2 separate regions of the Danio rerio genome follow, and region 1 is linked to region 2. The links are chromatin contacts, called in public Hi-C maps. All regions are on one chromosome and are shown on one strand. The core of a region is the stretch at or near the end of the contact, and the rest is flanking DNA. Distances in the headings are between cores, read along the strand shown.

Region 1 (2,794 bases), core at 174-2,673, 180 kb after region 2:
CATATAATACTAAATAAAAAGATGTTAACAACACACTATTTCTTTCTCAATAAATAAAACCCCATCAAACTTTTTTTTTTAATACATTTTTTAACATTTACAACATTTGGTACACATCATTTACAATAATAATCATTAGATATTTACAATGGTGCCAATAACGATTGAAAAACAAGAGAAACAATAGGGGAAAAAACAGAAATGAAACAAAAATGAAAGAAATATCAATAGATTATCGGTTCTGAGGATAGATAAATAATAGATAAAGAAATTGAAAGTGAAGAGGGGATAATAAGAAAATAACATCATTAGAGATTTATTGGATTCTATTTATACATATTAAAGGTCTTGCAAATATGTGTATATGTTTTGAGTGCTTTCTTGTTAAGTGAATCTGGAATTGTAAGTAATTTTTAAGCTCTTGTATTATACTGGCTTGCAGTTTGAAAGTTTACATTTAGGAATATAAAATCTGCATACAAAAAGAAGGTTTATTATAAATCAGCTTTTACAATTTGTATAAAACCCCCAAAAATAATTAAGTTAATTTTGGAGTCACAGAAAAGTTCTTTGAAGTAATATTTGAGATAAATAATTTTACATCTTGCCAAAATGGGAACACAAGTTGCATAACCAAAACAAGTAAGGAAGAGTTTCAGTTATTCTGACAAAAGGAGCAATTTGTATCAAAGTCTGATCTAAATCTTTTCTTCAAGAAGTTAAACCCTGTCAAACATTTTTTTTATTCGAAAAATGAGAATGTACAATCACTGTACATTATAAAGAAAATGGAAAGACAAAAAGAAAACATTTTTGGAAAAAGAAACACAACAACAAAAAACAAAAGAAAAAGAAAAACAAACACATTATACAATACACATTAAAGAAAAAGATTATATAATTTACCAATTTCTGTATTTACATTTATGTATAAAAAAATTGTTAATAAGATAAGAAGGTTAAGAAAATATATTTTCTTTTTATGTAAAGCTTGTGTTTTATAATTAACAAAACTAAACTAAACATTTTCCAATAGTAAGGAAAAGTCTTTATCAACATTTTCTATTACAAAAAGAGAAAAATTCTTCCAAAGCAAACTAGAATACCTGCATTGCCAAAACAAGTGAACCAGAGACTCAGGGTGCTGCCCACAAAATGAACAATTAGTATTCATATTTTTTTATATCTTACTAAAAGAGTATTGACTAGGTATGTACGATGAATATTTCTAAATGAAACTTTTTTTACCCCGTCAAACATTTCCAGAGAGCATGTGACTCTTCTGACGTAATCAAAACAAATCCATTGATCGGCGCTCGATTCACCAGGCCCTGATGTTTGTAGGAAGTCATGTGAGCCGGGGTATATGGCGGTTATGGTCTAACCCTTACATTGAAAAGCACTGTTATTTACGACTGTCATCACCCGAGGAGGAATAACTATCTGGCTTATGTTGTGTACGGCGTAGTCGCGTTTTGTCGGACAGTCTCCTATGCTCGTTAAGCTCATATCGTAGTTCAGGCTTTTATTTAGCTTCGTCTGTACGTAACTGTTCTCATCCTCCGTTTCAGTCTAACGTCGCAGACAGCAGCTCATGTCATTTAATAAGTGATGCCCGAGAGGAAACACGTTTTAGGGCGTCGTCTTGTTTGTATTATAATAAGCGCGTGATGAGGAAAATCTCGATTTCATTTATTCATTCAGTCGTAGGTTAACCGAGCTGTCATCCTCTGCATTCACTGAGGTATTCGTTTTAACAGCACACACTTCTGTTCTATGCGTCATATAAGGGTGTTTTCTCAAATATTTAGTCAAAATGAATACAGAAAAGGATTTTTCTCCACTGACACCAAATATTGTGAGGGCTCTCAACGACAAGCTGTACGAGAAGAGGAAGGTTGCAGCTCTTGAGATTGAAAAGTGAGTTAAAATATGTTTTTTAATAGGGTAAATGATCATAAACAAGAAAACAGGATTTTAATTTGAAAACATGTTATTTTGTCATACTGTACGTTGATGTTGGACGAGAGTGAGAGACAAAGAGTCTACTGAGAGTTTCACGGATTAAAACAATAAGTGTATTTTATAAAGTCTCCTGTTTAAATCAAAATTACTATTTTGTCTTTATATTTCTTTCTTTATTGTTTATTTTAACATGCTATACAGAAGACATATACTATATTCTTATTCAGTGTAACAAACAACAGTTTATATGCAAAGTCTTTTTTTATAGCAAGAAACAATTGACAACATTAAAATCCTGTTCATGCATCTCAGTGCTCCGAATCATATTCTTTTCACAATTTAAATTCACACTCAGTCACAGCATCTTCAAACAACATGTTTTAAATTGTGGCCACATTGAAATAATTTGTTCCTTTATTTTTGTTATTTGTTCACACGTTGAATAAGTTGAACAAATGTGTTCACTCGTTTCAGTTGAATCAGGCATTTCCAAACCCAGTCCTTGAGGGCCGGTGTCCTGCAAAGTTTAGTTCCAACCCCAATCAGACACACCTGGCCTAGCTAATCAACTAGGGTTTGTAGAAACATCCTAGCAGGTGTGTTGAGGTAAGTTGGAGCTAAAATCTGCAGGACACCCGCCCTCCAGGACCGAGTTTGGACACCCTTGAGTTAAACCATGGCCGCTATGATCAAAGGCATTCAGTCATTTTGTGATTAACTCTCTGCTTTTAGTTAAACTATAGCCGCACTGAACTAATTCATACACTCATTTTAATGAATCATGGGCGCGTTGAACGATTGCCTTCTCTAAAACACTAATAAATAGGGC
Region 2 (2,764 bases), core at 137-2,636:
AAACCCACACGAACGCAGGGAAAACATGCAAACACCTCACAGAAACTTTTCCAGCCGAGGCTCGAACCAGCTGTGAGGCGACAGCACTACCTACTGCACAGGTGTCAAACTCAGTTCCAAAAGGGCCGCAGCTCTGCACAGTTTAGTTCCAACCCTAATTAAACACACCTGATCAAACTAATTGAGTCCTTCAGGCTTGTTTGAAACCTACAGGTAAGTGTGTTGGAGCAGGGTTGGAACTAAACTGTGCAGGGCTTCGGCCCTCCAGGAATTGAGTTTGACACCCCTGACCTACTGCGTCACAGTTTGCCTGACATATGCATGTTTAATCCAATCCTAAAAGTGTTATATGAGGATAATGATCATGTATAACTTAAAAAATATATTTATATTTCCTTCATTTAAATCAATCCCTATTAATTATTTTATATTATCATTAGTTTTAGGGCTCTTTTTGGTAACGCAAATGGCTTAAATATTGTGTGAGGGTTTTAAACTTGAGGTTTTTAAATTTTTTTTTACTTCCTGCAACTAATTTTACCTGTTTAGAAACAGCCATAGCAAAAGAAATAAAGATATTTAATTTGGTAAGCAAAGAAAAAAAATGTAAATAAATGGAAAATGAGACATTATGAGTACTTTTTAATATTGAATTTAAAGTATGTGTTCTACAGTTTATGGTTGTATTGTTTTTGAAACAGTAATAATATGTTATGGCATTTCCCTTAAATCAGCATTTATAGACAATAGAGATCCTACATCAAACTCTTAACAGGTGTTATATGAGGGTAACGGTCAGGCATAACTTTAAAAAATATGTTTCCTTCATTAAAAACTATTCTTTTTACATTTGCACTAACCTCCGTTAACCTTTTAGTGGTGGTTCATTCCGCTGTGGTGACCCCTGATCGAACTCAGGAACTCAGCCCAAGGAGAATGGATGATTCTTTTGGAAAAAAAAACAGCCTTTATAGTGTGTGCAAATTTTATAAAGGATTTTTAATTTCGTTCAGAAGCAGCAATAGCAAAAGAAATTGCATTTGGTAGTAAAAAAAACAAACATTTTTAGTAAATGAACAATAGACATAATGACAACTTTTGTTAAGTACTAAATTTCTAGTTGTTTCTACAGTTTATGGTTGTTTTGTTTTTGAAACAGTAATTATGAAACGTGTTATGGTATGTCCCTTAAATCAGTATTTATAGACAGTATCAAACTCTAAACATGTGTTGTGATTTTAACAAGAAGGTTTTGCTTAATCTGTCGTTCGGGTCTCCTCTTTTCGGTCCCATAATCCCATAATCTTTTTGGAGTATGTCGGGTCTCCACTCCCTCCTCCAGGGGGCGGGAGGGACATTATTCAACCCGGAACTGTGAATGTGATCAATTAGAGCTAGAACTCTCCGAAAACTTTGAACGAAATGTAACTCCGGATCGCTCGAGACGAATCAAATCACGGTCGCCGTTTAGCGCAGACAAAAACGCAAATGTTCATCCGCCTCGCCGCTCCGTGAACTCCCAGAGTCTGATTTTTCTTCCCGCTTTTAACAGGTAAGACTAAACAAAATCACTTTTGTTTGCAACTTCCCTCGAAGGTTGAGCAAATCAAAACAGCTTAAAACTTATAAACATTTGCTTTCATCAATTGTTTTGTGTTTAAATCTCGAGTTAAACAAGAAGCTTCAAGCGCAAGTTTGTTTGTGTTGTTTCCTCAGGGTTGTAAAACAGTTTCAGACTGATTATAACACAGAAAACTGTCGAGTTTATATACTATGGGTTCTTAAATGTGTCCCTGTAAGTGTTTTGACACTGGCATACGTTGTTAGTGCACAATATACAAAACAATTCGCATGAAATCTTAAAACATGTGACTAATAATCTTTTCCAGCACTTTTGGATTTACAGAGGTGGGATTGAGAAATGCAGCAGAAATGTTGGAGGTTGTTGGTCTGGCAGAGAGTGGCACGGATGAAATTCCTGGCATCCTAAATTCCTCCATTCACTCCCACTGGAGATCAGACCTGCACATGGGTCAAAGGGCATGGATTTGTTTTGGGATTCCTGTTAGTGGCCCCTCAAGTAGTCGGTGTTGATTGTTTTGACCATTCTAACTTCGACAAATCATTCCCTGAAGCAAAAAGTAGACTGAGTAGCAAGAGAACTGTGCTGTCACAACTTCTCTCTAAAGCGTGCTGAGGCATGCTGGGAATGGAGTCTGAGAAACACAAACATTCAGTCTGTGTCAGCAGCTCTTACACCAAGCCTTGGATTGAAGGCTGTGACCTAGAAGTAGTCGAATAGGAGCTCATAGATATTCCAAATCACCTGGGTTAATTTAGTGTCAACACTAAAACAGTCAACCTAACTGGTTAACAAGTGAATAATCAGCATAGATCCTGAATATATGAGGAGTTTCCACTGATTTGTTATTTTGAGTTCGTTTTGTGTTTAAAATTCACTGAAACCCAGCTTTCATACTTTCAGTGGTAAGTCTTGTTGAGCACACATATGGAAGTACTTGAGTCTGTTTAACAATTCGGCAGAGGCTCCTTAATAAAGCGGCTGTGTGTGTGTGTGTGTGTGTGTGTGCGCACAGAAGTGGCCTCGGCCTCAGATGGCACCACAGTCTTTTCATTGACACTGACTTTCTGATCATATCTTGTAGAAAGAAGGAACAGATTGACATTTCTGATTATTTGGGTTTTAAGTGTAATTTACCACAACATGAGACCACTTTTTTGTTGTTCAGAGGATATTATTTCA

Evidence for each region. Hi-C and Micro-C count contacts between places; a contact is called where the count stands out from the background.
Region 1: a contact with region 2 is called in a Hi-C map of hematopoietic stem cells, with 1.9 times the contacts expected there. The contact joins the promoter of vac14 here to the promoter of elmo3 in region 2. A contact is called at or near these places in 2 of 18 Hi-C or Micro-C datasets (hematopoietic stem cells and an unstated tissue) and 1 of 4 datasets of contacts at active chromatin or transcription factors (embryo).

The regions. Positions count from the first base shown.
Region 1 is chr25:18,552,154-18,554,947 of GRCz12tu, forward strand. vac14 (vac14 homolog (S. cerevisiae)) reads left to right here and starts at 1,424. Exons shown (of 19, transcript NM_001004650.1): 1 at 1,424-1,920. The coding sequence starts at 1,817.
Region 2 is chr25:18,377,151-18,379,914 of GRCz12tu, forward strand. elmo3 (engulfment and cell motility 3) reads left to right here and starts at 1,387. Exons shown (of 21, transcript XM_017354204.4): 1 at 1,387-1,552.